2 separate regions of the Triticum aestivum genome follow, and region 2 is linked to region 1. Evidence: chromatin contacts called from public Hi-C data. All regions are on one chromosome and are shown on one strand. The core of a region is the stretch at or near the end of the contact, and the rest is flanking DNA. Distances in the headings are between cores, read along the strand shown. Region 1 holds the start of LOC123124044 (mitochondrial inner membrane protein OXA1-like). Region 2 holds the start of LOC123124017 (probable E3 ubiquitin-protein ligase XBOS33).

Region 1 (6,062 bases), core at 2,131-4,630:
GCCTGTTGCAGTTAACACAACTTTACACTTCTTGTTTTGCTTAACTAGTGTGTTTAAACCTGCACATTGAAGCTATCATTTGGAGGTTATGTTGTCTGCCATGGATATATTTGGTTGATGTTTTGCCTGTTGTGGTTAACATGTCCTTCGATGTACTTACACATGACAATGTTGGGAAAGATCTGAGGGCCAATCAGGGTAGCGTTTGCACCGGTGAGGTCGCCGCTGCGTTTGCGAGGAGAGTCAGTCATCCGTGATTGATCCTCTTCCCGCAACCAAAGGAAGTGTTCACGTTTCCATAGTGGACCGTGAAAACCACATAGGTGGAAAAAGCAGCGGAAAGAAAGGCAAGAGAAAGATCTGAGGTTGTAAACCAAGAAACCAACTGCTTTGAAGTCGATTGAGAATTTAAAAACCGATCCTCTATTATATGAAACATGAAATCCAATTAGGTCACCTCCGAGGCATGCCCTACATTATAAATCGATAGGGGGAAAGATGATCTGCCAACAGAAATTAGAAGATGGAAGGCAGTATGGGGGCTAAGGCAATGACCAGGAGATGCAAAACGGGCTCTAACCTTGGCGGCGATGCCAACACCTGGCGTGGGGTCCAGGTTGGTTCCCTAGAGAGGGTAGATGAAGATCATATGAGATCGGTGCCTTGGTGCCGTGGGATCGCCAGAGTCACCGGAGGGGTGGGAGCCATGGTTGAATTGCGTGCATTTGACCATGTATTCAAAAAGTGTCAATTTTTTTATTTGAAAACTATTAATCAACAATTTGAAAAAAAATATAAAAAAGCATACAGAACATGTTGAACATGTGTTAAAAAATGTTACAAATGTGTAGAAAAAATGATGATTAAACCAGAACAAAAAGAAAAAAAACGAAGAAAAAAACACAAAAGAGAGAAAGAAAACAAAGAGAAGTGGAGAAAAAAGAGAAATAAAAAAACCAAAGACAAAGGAGAAAGAAAAGAAATATGGATAAAGACAATAAAAAATCAAAACAAAGAACAATAAAAAACCAAAGTATAACAACGAAACAACGAAAACCGAAGAAGAAATAAGAAAACCAAACAAAAAACAAAAGAAAACAAAAAAAAGGAGAAAAATGAAAAAAAAACAAAAAACACAGCCTGCTTGTTGAACACAAAGCTGTTGTTAGCTCAGTGGCAACACTGTTGCGTAGCAACCAGCAGATCGTAGGATTGATCCCCGCGCGGCCAGTTAGCTACATATTTTTTAAGGGGTAGTTAGCTGCAGATGCTTTAGCAAGAGAAACTTTTAACGTGGCTTAACGCGATAAATAGTCGCCGCGGGGAAGGGGATTGACCACGGCGGCATCTGGCCCACTACGCTGTACCGAAAGACCAGAACAAACAACACCTGGAGGCGGAAAGCCCACGCTCGAGTTCTGAGCAAACCTGGACAAATGGGCACGCGAGAAGGCAGGATCGCAGCAGCGTCGTTCGCGGGACGTCCTAGTCAGCGCTTCAGGCGCCAGATGAGCCAACTGGCACTCACTGCGGCACGCCAGTGGGCCGGCCCAGGAACAGCAGCGCAAAAAATAATAGCGCGAGAAAAACATCACACAATTGGCTGCCGCAAGGAATCGAACCGGAGACATTCAGATCAGAGCGCGCTCGGCTGACCACTTGTGGCACAACGACCATTTGTCAAAAATGGTGCGCGTACATATAATGAACACAATAGTTGCCGTGCTATTTAGGGAAACTTGATTTCTTTTGAAGCATAAACGTGAACAAAACTTCAATGTCCACAGATTTAAAAAACATCACGAATTAGAAAAAAATTTCACGTATTCAAAACAGTAGACGGATTCAAAAAAGTTCATGAAATTGAAAAAAGTTCATCGAATTTGAGAAGGAGTTCACTGAATTTAGAAAAAGTTCATGGAATTTCCAAAAAGTTCACCAACCTTTCAAAAAAAGTTCATCGGATTTGAAAAAGAGGTCATCAATTTTTTTTCAAAAACCATAGATTTTGAAAAAAAGTTCATAGATTTTGGGAAAAGTTCATTGAAGTTGAAAAGAGTTCTTCAAATTTGAAAAAAGTTCACCAAATTTGAAAGGAGTTCATCGAATTTGATTTTTTGATCAATTTAGAAAAAAAATCACGAATTTAGAAAAAAGAACGCATTAAAGAAAACAAAAGAAAGAAACAGAAAAGGATAAGAAAGAGAAAAATATAGAAAATGCAAACAAGAAAGAGAAAAAAGACAAAGAAAGAATGAACAAAAAGGGAAAATGGGAGAAACTTAGCAAAGGATGTGTGTTGTCCTAGGTGGTTAGCAAGTTGACAAAAGCTTACGAGAATTAAAAAAAGTTCATAAATTAGAAACAGTTCACTAATTTCAGAAAAGTTAATGAATTTAAAAAAGTTCACCAGTTTGAAAAACGTTCACGGATAAAACAAGTTCATGAAAATTTTGAAAAAGTTCACAAATACAAAATAGTTCAAGAAAATTGAAAAAAGTTCATCGATATTGAAATAAAGTTCATTAATTTTGAAAAAAGTTCATCGATTTTCATAAAAGTTCACGGATTTTGATAATAGTTCATTGAATTAGAAAAAAGTTCATCAAATTTGAAAAAAGTTCAACGAATATGAAAAAGGTTCATCAAATTTTAAAAAGTTCATTGAAATTTGAAAAATAATTCATCAAGTTTTAAAGAAAAGTTAATCAATTTCGCAGAAAAAGTTCATCAAACCAGGAAAATAAAGGAAAGTAACAGTAGAAGTAATAAAAGAATAACAAAGTTGAAAATATCAAACGTGGTTGAGAGGCGTGGTGGTTAATTCATTGCGTGACGCCGCAAGCGCACTTGTTTTTCTCTTTTGAAAACATAAGAAGAAGAAAAACTACTGCAGTCTGAAACAGATAAATGGACCAGCCCACCTAACACGGCTGCAGGCGCCGGTTAGGAAAATTGCCTTAACCGGCGCCTGCAGCGCCGAATAGGAAATGCCGTCGTTCGCGCACGGATGAGGATGCTCGTTGTCTCGTAGCAGTAGCGCACTAGCGCATGATTTTTTTAATCGATTGATCGTAGGAGGCGCTCCTCCCACCGCTCGCTAGTCCTTTTTTTCGACAAAAGCCCTCGTTCGCTAGTCTTGCATGTCTTTTTTTTCCTTTTTTGAGGGAGCTAGTCTTGCATGTCGATCGTATGAGGCGTTTGTCCCCGCTCGCTAGTCGTGCCGTGCCGGGCTGGCACGCGTGCTAGGCAAGGGAGCCCAGGCACGGCCCTAGCCGGGCCACGTGCCAGGCACGGCCCAGTAAGTCACGTGCCGTGCCGGGCCTGGCATGCGGGCTATCGTGCCGGCCCGTTTGGCCAGGTATAGTTCTGAGTCACCCCATTCCTCCGGCCGTCGTCTCGGCTCCGCCGCCCTCCTCTCCGAGCGTCGCCTCCCACCCCACCGGCTCATGGCGTTCGCCGCGCGGAGGAGCCTCGCCTCCCGCTTCTCCCACCACCTCACCCGCCGCCTCCACCCATCCGTCCCGCATCTGCTCTCCCGCTCCAACGACGATGACCCCCCATCTCAGCCACTGCCACCGCCACTGCCACTCCAGTCACTCCGCTCCCCGCTCCCACCCGCTTCCAGAGCGGCCCAAGCCCTACACCACCTCTTCCCCTTCTCCCTCCACCACCCGGGGCTACCCCGCCGTAGCTTCTCCTCCTCCGCCCCTGCCCCGGACCCACCCGGAGAGGTTGATGCTGCTGCGAGCGTCCTTGTCGACGCCGTGGCTTCGTCGGCGCCAGCGCCGTTCCCGGGGGAGGTGGCAGCCGCCGCCGCCGACTCCTTCTTCCCCTTCGCCGCGCTGCAGCACCTCATTGATACCATACATACCTTCACCGGGCTCAACTGGTAAGCTTCGCGATCCGTTTCTTTGGGTCGTGTGCTTGGTTTGCTCATATCCGCCTCTCGTGTGGGATTTGGTTTGCTCAGGTGGGCTTCTATCGCGTTAACGACGGTGCTGATCCGGACCGCGGTGATACCATTCGCGGTTAGCCAGCAGAAGTCCAGCGAGATGATACAGGTAAAGTGCCCTCCGTCTAATTCAGCGTGCATTTCTAGCCCTTTTGTTTGCTTGTAAAGTACCCATGGTCTGATTCAGCGTGCATTTTCTAGCCCTTTTGTTTGCTTCATGTGCTAGTGTATGTGTGGGTCAAAACCTATGCTGATCTAACTGTAAGGCTGCTTCAAGTTGCTGAACTGTGCTTATTTTATAATCCGCTGCCAGAAAAATAGCCATGGAACTAGAGATTAGTTGATTGAACAAACACCAAAATAGATAAAGGCCGGTTGGATCGGCTGGATTATCGTAATCCACCGCAATGCCAAAAGCAGCCTAAGTAGTGCCATTGGGGGAACATGCAACCACTGTCCTCCCTACATGACCAGACCAGCGCATGAGCAGTTGAGTTGTTGTAGCAGAGTGGTGAGGCTGTTAATCTACATGCAATACAAATATTTGTGTTTTTTCTACTGTACATATTACTTATTGTTATTCATGCACACATAGTTCGGTAGTTCCCCAGTTCAGTTCTGAATCCTGCTTCACTATGTGATTTTTGGGTGTTACCAGGTACATTATCACGGTACTCAATCTTGAAACCTTATATCTTTACTACATGAAATCATGTGGTGATGTAATTTGCTGCACAGCTGCTCCCTCCTGTCCAAAACACTTGCCCCTTGCACCACCGATAATCAGTTTTTTTTTCTTTTGTAATTTTGACTCATTGTAGGGTTTTAAATACTGCATTCCAATCAGCAAACCCTTCTATGCATCATGTAGATGTACTTTTTATACCTGTCCGTCGGCGGCTTGGTCCTGCCCCAGGCTTTCTTTTCAGCCTGGAAGCTTGAAATGATTTTGAAACAAATACTTCATTGAAAAATGATCACAAGACACTATTTTTCTTACTTAAATTAATCAATTTAATTTTTTTAATTGAAAAAATGTTTACATGCTTCGGCTGGGCTGCCCTATGCTTGGGATTGGCATTTTTGGGTAGGGCTGTTTCAAGCATGCCCTGGCCCATGGTTTTAACAGGTCTTGTATTCATAAGATGATAAGATATCTTTTGTGAGTCACATGCTATCACTGTATTTAGTTTAGTTCTTTACTCTTCCAGTCTTCTGAACAATTATTTCTTTGACAGTAGTACTTTATTAGGCAATGAATGATTGCCTTCATGTAAATTATAAATTACCAGCTGATTATTTTTTTCTTTCAAACTTGTTCAATTTTCAGGCAATGCAACCAGAGATGGATGCCATTAGGGGTGCAGTGGATGTGAGATTTTGTGGTTTTGTTGTATAGAATGTACTATGTATTGCCAACTTATGGGAGAATGGGTCATGGAGAACAGTTATTTAACTTCTGATAGTTAGATACTTCATACAGCTCATGCTTTAACCCTTCAAGTTTATTTCATACAGCGTACGGATCCGAAATCAGTGCTAGAGGGGAAATATAAAATGACCGCACTCTTTCGGAAGTATGTAACCTTCAGTAGATTGTTCTTGTCTTTATTTTAATGAAAATGACAACTGATGTTTCCTGGTTAATGTATACTGTCATGGTCTAAAAACATGTTAGCCAGGTTTTTGAGTCTTGAATTATTTTTGTGTTAAATGTTCATGTTCAAAATTTTGTGAACACATTACTCACCATTGAACACATTGTGAAGATAGCTTTTCTTTTATGTGGTACATGATGTATAGAAATACTGCTCTTTGGTGAAGTTCCTCTAACTTTTGGTATTTTTCCTTTAGCTATGGTGTTACTCCATATGCTCCATTAAAAGGACTCATAATCCGATCGCCAATGTTCATGATCTTTTTCTTTGCTGTGAGTAATGCACCTTTCTGCCCCTCTGATTGTTCTATGTTGTACTATCTTCTGAAGAAAATAAATCTGTATCATTAACCTTGCTTTTTCTGATTGTAGATAAATAACATGGTTGAGAAAGTCCCTTCGTTGAAAGGAGGTGGAGTATTTTGGTTTACTGATCTGACAACCCCGGAT
Region 2 (6,099 bases), core at 244-2,743, 320 kb after region 1:
TCAAATTTGATGTAGTTCCATAGGGAAATGTGACAGCTGAGACATTTGCACCTAACTCAATCAACAATTGCATGCAATCGAAATGACCATTCAAAGCTGCCATGTGAAGAGCAGTAACACCGCCATCAGCAGGTTTGTTGATGTACCTCACACGAGCACTGCACAAAGACAGCGTACAGTTGGTTGCTAGTTATTTCAAGCACAATAGACAACACTAGATCAACACTTGACAAAATACATACGGTTCATTAAATTTCAGTCCCAGTGAAGAAGTAGGACTGCTGCCGCTATTCGTCTGAGAATCACCGCCATCTGCCACCGAAGAGGCAGTATCCTCCAAGGGCCCGCTTGGGATGAAGTCGGCAAGTAACAGCCTTACACACCGAACAAGTCCGTCGTGTGCTGCAAAGTGCAATGCCGTTCGACCGCTCAAGTAATCCGCTCTGGTAACCTTCCAAGCAACCCAAACAGAAGCAGCAGTCAGCACCTTCCTTGTCTCAGGGCAGAAATGGTACACATTGTAAAGACCATATCAGAAATACCATACATTGCATCTGAAGAGCAGAAGCATCTGAACCACCTCCCAGTGTCCATGTCGGCATGCATGCATCAATGCGGTCTTTATCCGCCCATCCAAGTAAACAAAAACAATCAGTTAAATGATTCCACTCGCATAAAGGATTCTAGAGATTGATCGAAATGTAACACATGTTTATCCCGTGGGCGAGCACAGGGCAGGAGACCACGAGAGCCCAACAAGAATTCAGTTTTTGGTTTGTCCCGATATTGCAAAGATCAGGTAGTACTACTTCCACTAGAAACACGACGCGGTGGCTGCCAATTTCAGCACGTATAAATGACAGATCTTCCATTTTTGGGGGGAGATACCTATCCTATCCATGAAATGGTACTCGGACAGAAAGATCTACCTGACCGCAGTAGTTCCGCGCGTTCACATCCGCGCCCTTCTCCAGCAGCAGCGTCACAATCTGAAAACCAAAAAACCACCAGTCCGTGAATCAAATCGAACGGGAAACCACGCACGCGGGCGCGTATATAGAATCACAAGGGAGAGGGGCACGGACGTCGAGGTGGCCCTTGGCGGCGGCGAAGTGGAGCGGCGAGTTGAGGCCGCCGAAGGTGGAGTAGCGCGCGAGCGCCGGGCTGAGCTCGAGCAGCATGCGCGCCTCGACGGCGTCCCCGTCCCGCGCCGCGGACACCAGCCGCTCGCCGGACGCGGAGCACCCGAGCGAGTTCCCCATCGCCGCCCTCCTCGCCCGCACCGGCGAGCGGCGTCCTCGTGGGCACGAGCACGCCGCAGGGGCGGACGAGGCGCGGGGGAGCCGACGGTCGGTGGGATCGCCGGCGGCGAGGCGTGCGGCCGTAATTTAGGGGCGGGGGCCGGTGGTGGGTCGTCTTCGCGTCTTGCGTTCTGGGGTCTCAAATTTTTCTCAGGCCCGGAACAAGGGGGAGGACAACAAGGAGTGCAAGGCTTTGGATTTGATTTTATATTTCATCCTCGCTTTATATATTCTTGGTTTAAAATGTACAGTGTTTTAAAATTAGTGAGAAAAAAACTATAAATATCTTTTTAGCATGGCACATGTGCCGCTGGGACCACATGAGTATAGATTAGTAGCGGCAGCTTGTGTGGGTGTGATTGTGCTTAGTGACTGATGGAGTTGGTTTAGATGATGGTCACGGGCCAAGCTTTCTCACCTTTTGGCTTGCTTGGATGGATGAGTTTCAAGTTGTTGTTTTGTTTTTCACTTCTTTTTGTTCGCCTTTAGTGAGCCCGATAAAGTTGCCATTCATGGCTGATTGGCAACACTACCTAACAAGTACTCCCTCCGTAAACTAATATAAAAGCGTTTAGATCACTACTTTAGTTATCTAAACACTTTTATATTAGTTTACAGAGGGAGTAACCACTAATTGACCTGCTTGTACCATCTCTAAACACAAAACCGTCTCTTTCCCAACCTCGTGGTGATGTGTAGTATTCCTAGCATACATACATACATACATGCGTATACCAATTATCAATACATACACGCACGACGGATGCCTGATGTGTGTCCTACTTGTATCATACACTGTAACCTTCATCAGGCAAGAAAATGAAAAACGTGAAACAAAAATGGGGTCAGGGTCTTAGGCGCGGTGTGCATCCTACTCCCTTCGTCCGGAATTACTTGTCACGAAATTTGAGTTATCTGGATGTATTTTAATTTTAGATGCATTCATTTTTATTCATTTCTACGCCAAGTTATTTAGGACGGAGTACTTATTTTCTACGTCTGTATTCATTGAGAAAAAATAAATAAAACCTGAAACAAGAAACGAGGGTCAATATGGTAGGCGGGCGGGGTGTGCGTTGGGCGCTCGTAAATCACATGTTTTGATATGGACGGCGGGTTTGTCCTCCGATGATGTCCAGAAAGAAAAGAAAGCAGGTCGGGACACGGGACAAAGTTTCTGAAGTGGACCGATGGACGGCACTTGCTGTATGGCCCAAGATCACCCACCCAATGTGATTTATCTCTAGCTCTAGGTGTGCCTATTGAACAGGTCGCAGTCGCTGATAAGTGGTTTTTATTTATATCGAGTCGGTGTCACCGATGGTTCATCAGTAAGCATACCATCGTGCCATACTGCCATTATTAATGGCCGAGTGTCTGGGTGACTCCTTGCATCATACTCCTACTCGATGGATGCGTGCTACTGTTGACTTAAATGCTCCAAGTGACTTCGCAACGTTGTCGGTAGAAGAATGGCTAGGCTGTGTTTGTACGATGTCACAATTATCTAGTGAATTTATATCGGAAAACTTTCCAAGAAAAATGTTCAAAAACAAAAAGAATCTTTCACGGGGTATTTGTCCTCTCCTAACACGCATGAGCCCAAAAATATCGCCACTGCTGCCGTGTCAGCCAACTTGTCACCACCAAGACAACAACCTTGCACGTAAAGTATCCGGGGCAAAGGACACGTCCTCGGCTATCTGCATCTGGTGAGGTTTCGTTGAGCTACCACACTACACTTACACTTGTCACCCATCTCCCCTTTCTGCAGATCGCACCGGAAAGGAAGCCTCGGTTGGCCAGATAAATAAACAATTTGCATCACCATATTCATACCGGAGGCACTTGTTTTAAATGGAGCCAGTTTGATTGTCAATACCACTACCAGATCTGGTGATCTGTAGGAGTACTTCGATTGCACTTGCATAGAAGCAATGCATGTATAATTATGCTGGCCTTGATGGTCGAAAGCGAATCCCATATCAATACGAAGAATATCCACCATGAATGCCTCAGATATGGGATTCGAATTTGAATCCCATATCAATACGAAGCGTGACATCATCATTTTCATGCTTCACTGAGAAAATTCTGAAAGCTGGAAACGAGCAAACATACTATTCTTTCATCAAACGACATAAACACATACACTTAAAACAGGGGCCCACAGCAGTGTGTGTCTGGGCCCTGGGCACATGCCCGTGGTTGCCCTTCTCTAGCTCCAGGCCGGGCTGGGCCGGCCGGAGAATCTACTCCAGATCAATCCACCAGACATTTGGATATGCTCGCGGTGTTCCGTCTCCGCCCTTAAGGTGGCGGCAAGAAATAATGCTTCTCCGGCCGCCACTTCTTCACTTCCTCATATGTTCGGGAATGATCCGGTGGAGCAGCTCAACAGGGAGGCCTTCTAGCTCTGCAGCACAACATGTCCATGGGTTGTATCAGGTTAGCGTAACAAAAAGCTCAACAGCACGGTGTAGTTTTTAGTTTTTACAGTTCAAAACAATTGCAGAGTCTATGTATGGTTATTATTTACCAGCTCCCGAGAAGTTGAACAATGGTGGTAATGGCCGTCCATTTGGCAAGCAGGTCTTGGGATCCCGCAGTTCATCGAAGAACGGATGGGCACAAGCATCAACCTGCAAAAATGTCTTAGTCAGAATAGCACTCGTCTTTTTCAAGGATGTCTCTTCTTCATTCATGAATTTAGTAGGGCTGTGATTCATAGATGCCAGGACAACACAACACTCTTCTTAGAAGCAATCAAATTGTACTTTAGCTAGAGAAAAAAGTAGAACTTAGCATTAGAAAGCAATGAATCTGTGCTCATTTGTTCCTAGCTTGGTTCAAATAGCACAAGGATAAAACCATTCTTACAGCTGTGCAGCGCAGATTTGGTGAGTACTGAAGTAGCCTTGACACAAGATCAACTGCTTCAGGTGGCATGCGCTTACCAAAAAGCTGCGTGCGGACGAAAATTAGGTTAGCAGGTTACAGAGGTCTCGGCTAACTGAATACATATAGAGAGGTTACTAACCTTGTGCCAGGGATGAGCTTTTATCTGAGGGAACTTGAATTCAGAGTAGTTTGGGTTCATGCATCTGATTTCTTCTCTTGTTGGGGTACCCAAAATCTAGAATAGGGATAAGGAATGATGACTTCAGCTTACTGATCTTAATTACTGGACTTTAATGGTTTGGCGGGGGATACAAACCTTTATAATTTCAACCAACTGATCAACGCCACTTTCTCCAGGAAACAGAGGCTGCAATTTCCCCCCAAAAGAAGAGAACTCAACAAAAAAGTCCAGCTCATGTACAGAAAAGAGATTGTCGACAGGAAAGTAATTATCAACTTGATTTTTCCATGAAAGTATTAGCCCTCTAAAGTGAAGCAACTTCAAATGAATTTGATAACATATGCGTAATTTAACAGAGCTTGATTTGTGCAGTAGTATTTGCTTATCAAAATATGTTCAATGATATGATACGAGGCCTTCTAGATGTTGCTGATCACACTCTAATGTTGAGAAACTCCACTGTTCTTGTGACTAAATACTATTACTTTCAGCTATAAAAGGAGTAATACGGTCTATAATGATAAACAAAAATTAATTGTCCTCAAAAATCAAGTGATCTTGTTCAAGTAAGCATAACTTCAACTAATGAACTTGGCTGCAAGAAAACTGAGCTTCTAGAATGAGACTCTATACCTGGCCAATCAGAAGCTCAGCTACTACACAACCAACAGACCAGATATCAATTGCTGTGGTGTACTCTGTAGCTCCAAATATTAGTTCAGGAGCCCTATAATACCGCGAGCAGATGTATGAGATGTTTGGCTCTCCAGGGGCCTGAAATCGAGCCATGTACTGTCAAATACATGTCAAAACACAAGACCAAGAAAATAAGTGACAAAGGCATACCAGTTTTTTAGCACTCCCAAAATCACAAAGCTTAAGTTGATGCGTATGAGGATTGACCTGGAAGATCAATCCATTGCAGTTAGTTGATCATTACTTATGATACAATCAAATAATATTTTAAAATATTGCAGGCAGTCATCATTGGAGGAGGGAACCTGCAAGCATGCAATGATACTGCACGGTTCAAGCAAGAAGATATGTCTAATAAAATTTTAATGAACTTACCAACAGATTTTGCGGCTTAATATCTCGATGGCATACACCAACAACACGATGGATATATGCAAGGGCCCGGCACATCTATGCAAAGATGGAACAACAAACAACTTCTTGAGCATCACCGAATATAACTCTTTGAAAGAATATATAAACTACAATGGAACATCTTCACAAACCTGATATGCATACAGCTTAACATATAGTATGGGTACACGCTGGTTCAGCCGACAATAATATTTGGCAACACGATAAACTGTCTCCGAGACATATTCAAGTACAAGGTTTAGGTACACTTCACCCCTCTCAGTTGTCGAAAAGAAGTGATGCTTTAGCTGAACTACATTTGGATGGTCAAGTAACTGCATTGTTTGCAGCTCTCTGTTCTTATATCTCTTATCCTGCAGCACCTTCTTAATGGCAACAGTTTCTCCAGTTTCCAAGCACTTAGCCTGTTGTACCAGATATTATCAATGACTTCAACGCCCAGCATTAGAAATATTCACTAACAGAAACTGTAGTGATATACAAGGGCAAAAGACGGCAAATTAACACACCTGATATACTACACCAAACGAACCAGTCCCAACGACGCGCTCTGCCATGTATGAGACCTTCTGTAAAACAGTTGGAGTATTAGTATTATCATTACTG

The links. Hi-C and Micro-C count contacts between places; a contact is called where the count stands out from the background.
Region 2: a contact with region 1 is called in a Hi-C map of leaf, with 6 times the contacts expected there. The contact joins the promoter of LOC123124017 here to the promoter of LOC123124044 in region 1. A contact is called at or near these places in 2 of 5 Hi-C or Micro-C datasets (both in leaf).

What each region holds. Positions count from the first base shown.
Region 1 is chr1B:360,671,381-360,677,442 of IWGSC CS RefSeq v2.1, reverse strand. LOC123124044 (mitochondrial inner membrane protein OXA1-like) reads left to right here and starts at 3,380. Exons shown (of 9, transcript XM_044544755.1): 1 at 3,380-3,892; 2 at 3,974-4,064; 3 at 5,286-5,327; 4 at 5,474-5,532; 5 at 5,810-5,885; 6 at 5,985-6,062. The coding sequence starts at 3,450.
Region 2 is chr1B:360,354,241-360,360,339 of IWGSC CS RefSeq v2.1, reverse strand. It overlaps LOC123124017 (probable E3 ubiquitin-protein ligase XBOS33), which reads right to left and starts at 1,493. Exons shown (of 10, transcript XM_044544721.1): 1 at 1,086-1,493; 2 at 930-989; 3 at 548-619; 4 at 243-451; 5 at 1-158. The coding sequence starts at 1,262. It overlaps LOC123124011 (shaggy-related protein kinase alpha), which reads right to left. Exons shown (of 13, transcript XM_044544709.1): 4 at 6,003-6,062; 5 at 5,625-5,897; 6 at 5,455-5,529; 7 at 5,230-5,286; 8 at 5,017-5,157; 9 at 4,519-4,569; 10 at 4,342-4,437; 11 at 4,182-4,265; 12 at 3,841-3,943; 13 at 3,410-3,717. The coding sequence ends at 3,656.